2 separate regions of the Sus scrofa genome follow, and region 2 is linked to region 1. A link is a contact called in public Hi-C data. All regions are on one chromosome and are shown on one strand. Each heading gives the region's core, a stretch centred on a gene start, on an enhancer-like site or on the middle of the called end of the contact. The rest is flanking DNA. Distances are from core to core; before and after follow the strand shown.

Region 1 (5,643 bases), core at 812-3,311:
GGAAACTCCCTATTCCTTAACTTCTAAACAGCCACAGAAATATGTTTTGTGCTATCCAAATGCTGTCACTTATTTGATCTTCCCTTTATTTCCCATCAAAGTAGACCTAGATATTAGCAATGCAAGTGTACAAAAAAAGAAAAAGGAAAAGAAATTTAGGGAAAGAATAAGGCAAATACCGAAATAAGGTGTGAAGAGCTGTATTACATTGTAATTACTTCAAAATGCTCGTTACAAAGTACCATGGTACTATAACATATTTCTAAAAAACCTAACACTAAAAATCAAACCTAAAGTCTAAACAAAAGCATATTCTGAACATATATTTAGAAACCTATAGTAATAAATGTATTACAAAGTTTTAAATACTGCCTACTTTCACTCTCCCAGCCCTCAAAGGAAAACATACAAATATGGCAAGTATAACAAGAATTGTCAGGAAATTTTCTGACACATTCAGATATATATTGTGATACAAAAGAAAGCACTAAAGTGAGGAATGGGCAACGGGCTCTTAATTGAACTGTCACTAACTGCCCAACCCTCAAGCTAATTTCACTGAGCTATACCATTGGATCCTTCAAGTCAAATACCATTTCACAGTGTGCACTCCTAAAATGTTAAGTACTAAGTCTTCTCAGCCAGCACTGTTTGTTAAAGTAACTTAGTTTCAGTGTACCATTAGGTGCTGGGAAAATGTTTATATCCCGCCTGGAATATTTGCAGTGGACCTGAACATTCATATCCGCTAATGTCAGATTTCCGACCAATTATTCATATACGTAACCCCAAGAAATATACACTCCAAAATGTTTTGGGGGACTAGAAAACTTAGGAACTGGAAATTAAAGCTCTCTGATCTCCAAAATAATACAAAACACAAATACCTAGACCAACATCTGTACACAAGTTTAAATGTAGCTGAGTACCTACCTTGATATTATGCATTTAGTTTTATTATTAATACTAACAGTTCAAGTCACTCTACTCTCAAAAGAAACTTATTTTGCACAAAACATGGCAAGCATTATATATCCTTCAACTATAATAAAATTTATTCTATAGGTACATATTGTGCTTGCCTTCCTTTCCAAACTCATAAAGTTTGTAACCAACTTTTCAAATATTCTTACGATAGGTTTATTTTTTGTTCTAAAATTTTCGACCGTTCCCCCAAATTCCAAAACTCAGCAGACAAAAACAAAAAACTTGAGAGATTTTTTTCAACAACACATTTTAGTAATGCACCCCATTAAATAATGGTGATGATTTTTAATCATTACGTGACCGGTCAAATGAAGAGACCTCCTACAATACTGAGTCACTTTCCCAAGATAAAGGCGAGGGAAAACGAACGAACTCCTGGCTTCCTATTAAGGCTAATATCTCAAAGGCTGCCATCACCTGCCTAATTAAATGCCGCCGACTCAAACTTCCATTAAAAAGATTCTTTTTGCAAAGCCCGGGAGAAGGTAGGAATCAAACAGGAACTACAAGCCTAAGGTGACCAAACAGCCAAGGACACTAACCACACCCCAGAGTACCGCCCACCCACGTGTTCACAGGTGAGTTCCTTCCCATCAACGCTTCCCCGGATCTATGAACCCAGCTTGGCATCTCAGGCACTGATGGCGTCTCAGGTATGGGCAGGTCTGGCTCCGGCACGTAGGGGCACAAAATGGTTCAGCCACCGCAGACGGCCGTTCCCTCGCCCTCCTCGGGGCCCGAAGTTTCCTGGAACCGTTTTCGTGACGGCGGGGTAGCAAAGCTTCGGGGTAGGGGGCGGACTACGAACCTGGGGCGAGCCAGAGGCTCCCCCTTTGAGGCTGAAATTAACAGAAGAGACCCCGATGACTACTGCCTTCCAAGCTTGCCCGCTTCCAAGCGGCAAGTAGCACAGAGCTAGTGAGGAAAAGCAGTTTTTCACTCACCCAACGTGGGCACCTGGGAGTCCACGGCAAAGGCTGCCATCGCAGCAGCTACACCACTTAGCCCCGGACCTTCCCGATTTTCAAAAATGGCGGAAACTCTCCCCACGGGTAGGAGCGCGGTACCTTATGGGGTTGCGTAACTTCCGGACATGCGCCATACCAAAGTTGTGGCGCCAGAGCTGCCATTTTGGAATAGGGCAAGAGTCTGCGCAGACTCGACTGCTCTGAGAAGGATTTCTCTGGTAAAGAGATCAGCGTGGATCGTGTGGTTCTGGGAATGCTTTCGCTCGTCCTCTGAGCCTCCTGATTTGTTGGTGCTCGAGTTTTATAGAAGCGCAAGTTATTTTACTCACGGATTCATAAATAGCGTGAGTTTATTCAGTGCTCTGTCATCCGTCAGCTTTTCCAAGTACCACCTGGACAGGTTGGCTTGAAGAAACAGATTATGCCGCTTTCCAACGTAGGTTTCTGGGCTTAGGGCACCGAGCTCCTTTCTCAAGCATATTTTCTACCATCTCTATGCCATTTAAGATTTTTTTGTGTTATATGGGCACAATTTTACATTAAAGCATAACTCATACTTGCTCTTTTACTGGTTTATTACATGTTTATAAGTACAAAAGATATTAAATAATGGAGGAAAGTAATAAACACCCGTGCACTCACCATACTGCAGAATCTTGTGTGTTCCTATGCCATCCGGGCCGACCCCCCCCCCTTGCTGCTACTTTCCTTTCTGTAGAACGTATTCAAATATCATACATATGCTATATGTGTGTGTGCGAAAATAGCTTTTTCGTTTTGCTAATTTTATAAAAGTGATGTGCTATGTATATATATTCTGAAATGCTCTCTGGTCCATATCAAACTTACCTTCAAAGTGCTTACCCACCTACTCTCCCTGTTTCCTCTGGGATTTGCTGAAATTCAAAATCCAGCCAAGAACTTTATAATTTGTATGAGGCAATAACAATTCCAGGATTAAATGACAAGTTCCCAGAAGTTAAAGTTTTAAAACACTCACAGATGAATTATATTTTTTAAACATATATATATGTTGAACTGTGTCCCCCAAAATACATGTTAAAGTCCTAATTTCCAGTACATATTAATGCGACCTTATTTGGAAATAGGGTCTTTGCAGATGTAATCAAATTCAGATAAAGACATACTAAATTACTACAAAATTGGCAGCTTAAATCAACACAAATTTATCTTTATAGCTCTGGAGGCCTGAAATTCGAAATGAGTATTATAGGACTAAAATCAAAATGTCAGCAAGACTGGTTTCTTCCAGAGGCTCCAGAGGGGAATCTGTTTCCTTGCCTTGTGTAACATCTGGAAGCTAACAATATTACTTGGCTTTTGGCCCTATCCTGTTTCAAAGCCTGTGGCATAGCGTCTTCTATCTCTTTTAGCATCTGCTTATCTCTGCTTCAATCATCATATGGCCTTTTTCTTCTATAGTTAAAATCTCACTCCACCTCCCTCTTAAAGGATGTTTGTAATTACATTTAGAGCCTACTCAGATAATGCAGGATAATCTTCCCATTTCAATAGCCAGCTGTGATTAAGTTAATAGCCACAACTGCAAAGTAACATTCATAGATTCCAGAGATTAGAGTGTGGATATCTGTGGAGGCTTCATTCAGCACACCACACCCAGCAATCCCCTTTATAGAAACAAGGTACCAAGAAATGTTCATCAGTAAAGGGATTTCTATATAAATTATGATCTAGCCAAACAAAAGAACATTATTCCCCTATTGATATGTGTATTGATCTAGAAAAATCTTCATGATTTATATACTGAAAGATGCAATTTGAAAATGTATATATAGCATGATTTTATCTTAATTTAACAAAAAAAAGTATATATGGGTACAGATCCAAAGAGGAAGAGAGAGGTGCTTGTTTAAATAAAGGAAAAACCTAGAAAACATTTCTGCCAAACTCTTAACAGAGAATGTGGAATGGGAGAGGAGTTTGTAAATTAGAGGGCTTAAGAAGGGCCTTTAATTTACTGTATATAATTTTTTTGTGGTTGCCTATAGGTGTTATTTACTATTTTTAGTATTTTTCAAATTAAAACCCTTTATTTTCCTTTAAGAGAAACATTTTCCTTTCTTTACCTGCATGTCAATCTTCTCTTTCAGTTAGCTCTTTCCTTACCAAATTCCAAAGATGCCCAGTTTGCCCTATCAAAAATCCCTCCCCAGATCTTGTTCTTTCTTCTAGCTACCATGCACTAATTTGCCTCACATTTCCTCTCTTTTCCTCAAGATCACAAAAGAAGGGTCTAATGATTATAGTGGATTATCTATTTCCCCTAACTTCACCTTCTTGCCGTTTAATTCATTACACTCTGGCTCCTGTGTAAATCCTCTTCTGAAACTATTGTCTGCAACTATTCTTCTCCTCCTGGCCAGATTAGAACTGTCTCCTTGACATCTGCAGTTTTCAACAGCTTTGACAGTTTTTTCCTCTATATTGTGTTTTCCTTGTTTTTGATGATGTTAAAAACATAACTTCCTACTCGTTTTCTGGTTTTTCCATGTCTTATCCTACTTCATTCTAACCTGGACATATTATTATTAGTCACGCCTTTTCCTCTCCTTTGATTTGTTATAGCCTCTCTTGGAGTCCTCATCAATTGTCACATCTATGCAAAAAAATCTGCAATACTGTATGCCCCACTTCTCTCTAAAACCAAATGATACTTTGCCAGATGCTTGATGAACAATCTACCAGTACATCAAACCTCGAAAACAAACTCATCTTACCCCTGAAACAACCCCCTTCCTGTTGTCCCTTTTTCTATTAGTCTCTTAGAAACCCAAAATTAAAATCTCAGTATGTTAGAGTAAAATCTAAAGTGAAACAGACCTGAATTCAAAACCAAACTTTCCCACTTAAATCCTGTATTACTTCAATTTGTATTAAATCTCTACAGACTTGATTTTGTGTAAAATAGGAACAATACCTACTGTGAAAGGTGATTATGCTTAGTACAGTGCCTGGCCTACTGGCTTCCACCTTCCCTTCCATCAAACATTCAGATACTAAGTCCTATTCTTTCTCTCTCCTCAGTGCCTAGACAATTGCAGTCAAATCTTAACATCTCCCTGCCTTCAGTCTCTCCCCGCAAATCTAACACACCACTAGCCAGTGCTCCCTTTGTACACATTAATCAGCAGTACAAAACCCTCACCGATTTCCCTACAGTCTTCTTTTATTCAACTCCACAAACTTGAGGTGTGCCAACCAATAATGTACCCCCCTTACATGACATACTTTCTCACCCAGGCAGCAATGGAAGAGGAAAATCAGAACCTCTTGGGGAGGAAGTTGCTATAGACTGAATATTTGTGTCCCCCCAAATTCCTATGTCGGGAATGCTAAGCCCCAGTATGATCATATTTGGAAAATGGTTAGATCATGAGAATTGAGTCTTTATTAATGATTAGTGCCCTTATAAAAGAAACCCCAGAGAGCTCCCCACCCTCTTTGGCCATGTGAGGATACAGCAGTATTATTGCTCTTCATGAGCCAGGAAGTAGGCGCTCAACAGACACCAATCTGCTGGTGCCTTGATCTTGGACCCCCCAGCCTCCAGAACTGTGAGAAATAAATTTCCATTGTTGTTAAGTCCCCTGGTCTATGGCATTCTGTTGTAACAGCCCAAATGGACTGTTTCAGGAGAGCACAAGCA
Region 2 (5,643 bases), core at 1,871-4,370, 39 kb after region 1:
ATTACCTTGCCCAACATTACTATGGAAATATTATGGATGTGGTAACTGATTTAGAAAGTATATTACATGCTATTGGAGTTGGGACTTCTAACAAGTTAAATGTTTTGCAGTCATAATATATGTATCTCAAAAATAAGTTATGTAAGATCGCTGGAATCCCGTTTCTATTTTCCAAGAGATCTTTTTTTATGAAAATAACAAATATTGCATAAATTCTGACTTAGTATGTCTTTTTTTTTTTTTTTTTTTTTTTTTTTGCTACACCCAAGGCATGTGGAATTTCCCTGGCCAGGGATCAAATCCGAGCCAGAGCATCAACCCAAGCCACTGCAATGACAATACAGGATCTTTAACCTGCTGCACCACAAGGAAACTCCCTGATGTAGCATATCTTAATTTACAAATCACAAAAACAAACCACAAAAAAATTATTACTGAAACAAACCAAAAAGATATTATTACATTACTGAAAAAGGAAATAAATGACATTTCACAGAGAAATGTTTTATTTGAAAAAATTTGTAAGAGTGAACATTCATAAATGGATGGAAATATAAGCATAAATTACAATAAGGGTGAGGTATAATAGCATTTGTGAAAGAATTTTACAAAATAAAGAGCTTTACAAATTTAATGTATTATCTGCCTCCTAAAAAGATTAGGCTTCTAGATCTGGAAATCCTCTACAACATTATAAAGGATTCCAAGATTTTTACCTAGAATTGAAGAGATGATCTCAAAATGAGACCACTTAGGACTTCTTTATAGGATGGATATAGTAAGTAGTAAGTATAATTACCCAAGATAAATGGAACTTTCCACTTTGACAAATTAAGTTGGATTCAAGAAAATTCCTAGTGACTTTTTCTGTAAAATTCCTAGTGACTTTTTCAAAACCTAGAGCAAAAAATTACTTACTAAGATCTTTCATCAACCTGTTAGATAGTTCAAGAGCCTATATAAGATTTTTGAAATGCAGAAGCTTGGGTGAATTTATTCTCCACCAAAAACAACAGTTAATTTCATGTAGTGCTAGGTGGGAGCTGTGTTGCTCTGAAGAGGTGAAGGAAGCTCTTTGAAGCAACCTAGAAACAACCCCTGCATCATTCATGCAAAAGAACTTTAGATGTAATCATCCAAAGGTCCCTTGGGAATAAGTCACTTGTAACTGGGAAGAAAAAGGTCCATCTACTTTTCAGAAGAAAAGAGGTTGTACCTGATGAAAATATCCCATTTCCTGGTCCAGAGAGAAGACATATAAGGCCTAGTTTCAGAAATCCCTCCCAATACTCTCTCAAGATCCTGGAAAGGTTCCAACACTACCTTGATCAGCTCACTTTGGGTAAGTCTAGATAAAAAAATAACAAGCGAAGTTCATGAAGACTATGAAAGGGTGAATGATTTAAAATCCTACCATAATTATTTTAAAGCATTATTACTACAATGGAAGGCAAATGACCGAAAAATGTGCATGGACATACTTTCTTTCCTAAAAATAGTGTGCATATTCTGGGTGAATCTACCAGATTAGCTAAAGGATCCATATAATTTTTCACTGGGCTGCAGAAACTAACTGAAGATCTGTATCTGGTGAATTTAAAGACAAAGCGTGTATTAATTCATATAATATAATTAATAATAACTCATTTATATTGCAATTGATTTTTTAAAAAACTTTGGCAACAACTTCAGGACAACCCTATAAGATAGGTAGATGCTATTACTTAGCTTTACAGATGGTTTTTTGGAGCACCAGAAAGCGTAAATGACTTGCACCACTAGCTCATCTCTTTAAAGGTAGAGCAGGGCTGAAAGCCTGGACTCTCTGAGGCAGTCTATGTAACGATGGAGAGCAGCAGTCTATCAGACTTGAGCTCGTTCAAGGTACTTAACCAATCTTAAGTCCAGCTGCCATCTGTAAAATGGAGCTGATGATCCCTACTTCACAGAGGTTTTAAAAGGAGTGGGATGCTGTGTGCATTTCACATAATACCTGGCTATTTCTGATTCTCAGTTGTATTCTTTTTACTTAAGAGTGGCTTGGTTGCATAAATACTGATATATCATTAATCTTTCCAAGTCTTAATTTATCTATTCATAAGTGAAAAATAATTCAAACCTACTTGAAAATATTATTCACTATTTTTTAAAGAATACCATGTTCACACTCTTGCCAAGATAACAAGTCTGTATTATAGCTGTGCTTCATTTGTTATTTGCGGATTATGCTTTGTATGGGGAATCGCTATTTTCCATAATAAAAGAAACCATAAACCATCAGACTCACAGCTATAAAATAACAGGCCACCCTTTCCTTAACACTCCAAAAACAGACACCGGAACAGATGTGACCACAGGAGACATGCGCTCTGTGATCTTTCAAGGCCATATCCTTTCATTATCTAAGAAAACACCACATCAATGTGTCATCTCCCAGAGAAGTTAGAAAGAAAGAAAGCTTTTCTAAAATTCAAATACCAGGTGCTCTGAGCTACCAGAATCTATGCTTCTGCTGCATACAGCGGAGCAGAAACATTCCTAGCTAGCTAGTGGAAGTTTCACAGCCAAAAAAGGAAACATTTCAGTTTTCCGGCTGTTTAGTTGATAGCACAGACTATTACATGTTAGGGAGAAAAGCGAGAAAATAGAATGATTAAAAGAACTCAATGACTTAGTGGAAATCAATATACTCACCTAGGAGCAACCATGGCTTAATAACGCCAACTTGCAGGTCCAAGCTAAGATCCTGCACAAAACCACAACCTCCCCCACTGCTGGGCTCTACTTCTTCCACAACATGAATTCTGGAATCTTTCCAAGTTTCTATAATTTTCTTTCCAGTTAGCGTTGTCACCCTGGTGCATTGCTTCCTGAGATTATTCCGGGAGAATGCTTTAATTTCCTGGTTAAGGGAGTGCATTACATGAGCAGCGGCGAGGAACAGATATAAACAAAGCCAGCCAGCACAGTGAAGGGCTGAACTACTGGTCCCCTAGTATTAGGGTAACAAATACTGCCTCAGAGGCACACTGCCCTAAAGGTAACAGTAGTAGCCACTAGCCGGACGGCGGAGGGGTTCAGCTCAGGTTTTCCCAGTGCTGCAATGTAAGGGGAAATTTGGTTGGCCATTGAGAAACAGGCTCCGATTGGATGCTGTTTCTCCTTCCTGTCAGCCGAAGATTACGTTATTCTCGCTGAGAGTTTTGTCATCGTAGCTATTTAAAGCTAGCTTTATTATTCACTCAGAGTGGTAAAATAAGACTTAATTGGAGAGAAAGCTGATATTTCCTCCTTCCTTAAAAGCAGTGGTTTTCTCGATGTGTTCGATTGGTGTCACTTGTGGTGGCGACCTGAGTGTCCCTCCTGCTCTAGTGAGGCTGCGGAGTCACAGTCCAAAGCTGCCTGCCCATCTGCTTCTAGGATAATCCAGAGGGGCTGCAGCAGGCGTTGAAAGTTATTTTTCGCTTCCTATGTCCTTTGCACTTTCTCCTTCTGCTGTTTCTGCCAAGAGGAACATTTATTAGATTAAAAAAAAAAAACTGGTGTGTAGACTTGTGAGGTAACATTTTAAACAAAATCTGCAGAAGTAATTTTCTTCTTTTTAATTTTCTAATTATGTTTCTATATGCGGATTAAAACATAATGCATGTATTTTCTGACTTCTGACCTATATTTTCATTATCAGTAAAACTGCTTGAAGAAGGCTTCATGCAATAGACAGTGTTTATAAGAAGCATTGCAGCCAGTACTTTCAAACAGAGTTTCAGTACTTGGGAGTACAAACATCCAAATTTAAAAAACAGATCAATTATAGAATGATCCTGATTACAAAAGGATGATTTGTTTTACAAAAGAAATCTCAAGAGTTCTTTAAGTAGAATTTTTTCTTATCCCACCTAAAATAAAACACGATTTTAAATGGACTTAGACATAATGAATAAACACATGTATAAAGTGAAGTTGCACTTAAAGAACACTTATTCACAACACCAAATATCACAATTTTTGTTGCTGTTGAAACTTTCTGACTTAAAATTAAAATAAACCAAATTTCTACCTGTTGAAATGAGTGAGATAATTGGCCCAGGGCACCCTAAAATGAAGAACTCAAGAAAATTTTTGCATCATTTAGACAATCACATGTTTATCAAAAACAACTCCAACCACATTCATTCCATGTATTTATCATAAAATGATAAAAAAATGATTACCTGGTATTGAGCACATATTACTTGCAAGATTGTGTGCTTATAAGCAATTTCTGCATTCTTAGTATTATCCATTAGGTGCTTACTGATGTTTTACACACATTATCCCATTTGATCCCACCGCAAATTCATTATGTATATGGTATTATAATCATGTACATTTTATGGCTAACAGAACTCAAGTGCAGAGAGTACAAATAACATATCCTACATTTCACAGATCATGAGTTTAGATCCACAAGTAAAACCCAGGTTTGTTTCAGTCCAGCACCTTAGCTCTTGTTTACTATGGAATACTACGCTGCCCCCAAAATAATTGTAGTTAACAAATATTTATTGAGCATTCACTCTGTGCCAGGCACTGTTATAGTCACTGGGGATGTAGCAGTGAATAACAACAAAGTCCCCTCTTTTATGGAACTTATACCCAAATGGAGGAAACAGATGGACAAACAATGAATAAACTAAATTTTTATTCTAAGTGAGATGTTAATTTGGGACATTCTAAGTTTAATTTGCCTTTTAGTCTATAAAATAGAGATGTCAAGTGGGAAGCTACACATTTGAATTTGGACTTCACAGATGTTCTCAGCTGAAGATGTAAATTTTGAAGTAATTGACTTGAAGATGCCATTTAAAGCCATGACTGAATGAGGTGATCTAGTAGTGAATGTTGATAGAGAAACCTGAGGTGTGCCTTCATTTAGGGGTCATGAAGATGAGAGGGATCCAGCAAAAGAGACTAAAAAGTAGAAGTCTGGGAGGTAGGAGGAAAAGAGAGAAAGATTTGAGGATACAAATAAAGTGTTTCAATGAGGACAGTGTGATCAGCTCTGACATATGCTACTGAGAATGTTGAATAAGATGAAGACAGAGCTAAAATATTGAATTAAAGGCCTTCTCAGCAAGAATAGATGCTACATTCTAACACTACATAAATATTATCTGATTTAATTCTCATGGCAACCCAATGAGGGAGGTAATTGGGTTGGTAATATCTAATCCAATGGGTATGGTAATATCTATCATATTTTTACAGAGCAGGGCATTTAATCTGGAAATTAAAGATTTGGGGTTCCTGTCATGGCTCAGGGGGTTAATGAACCTGACTACTAGCATCCATGAGGATGCAGATTTGATCCCTGGCCTCGCTCAGTGGGTTAAGGATCTGGAGTTGCCGTGAGCTGTGGTGTAAGTTACAGACATGGCTCAGATCCCACATTGCTGTGGCTGTGGCATAGGCCGGTGGTTACAGCTCTGATTGGACCCCCAGGCTGGGAAACTGCATGTGCTGCAGGTGCAGCCCTAAAAAAAAGACTAGCCTTTGGTCACAAAGTTTGGATTTATTAGGTCTTAGTAGCCAGGATTGTTGAACACTGCTACATCTTATTCAAAAACCCATGTTCTTTGCACCACTTCATTCTGTGAAGGATGG

The links. A called contact is a pair of places that touch in the nucleus more often than the background predicts.
Region 2: a contact with region 1 is called in a Hi-C map of skeletal muscle, with 4 times the contacts expected there. The contact joins the promoter of DUSP19 here to the promoter of NUP35 in region 1. A contact is called at or near these places in 2 of 5 promoter capture datasets (fetal liver and liver), 11 of 47 Hi-C or Micro-C datasets (alveolar macrophages, embryonic fibroblasts, epiblast stem cells and 7 more) and 2 of 2 datasets of contacts at active chromatin or transcription factors (alveolar macrophages and skeletal muscle).

The regions. Positions count from the first base shown.
Region 1 is chr15:88,584,171-88,589,813 of Sscrofa11.1, reverse strand. NUP35 (nucleoporin NUP53) reads right to left here and starts at 2,061. Exons shown (of 9, transcript XM_021074750.1): 1 at 1,932-2,061. The coding sequence starts at 1,971. It also overlaps LOC100522904.
Region 2 is chr15:88,546,727-88,552,369 of Sscrofa11.1, reverse strand. DUSP19 (dual specificity protein phosphatase 19) reads right to left here and starts at 3,120. Exons shown (of 5, transcript XM_021074751.1): 1 at 2,695-3,120. The coding sequence starts at 2,920.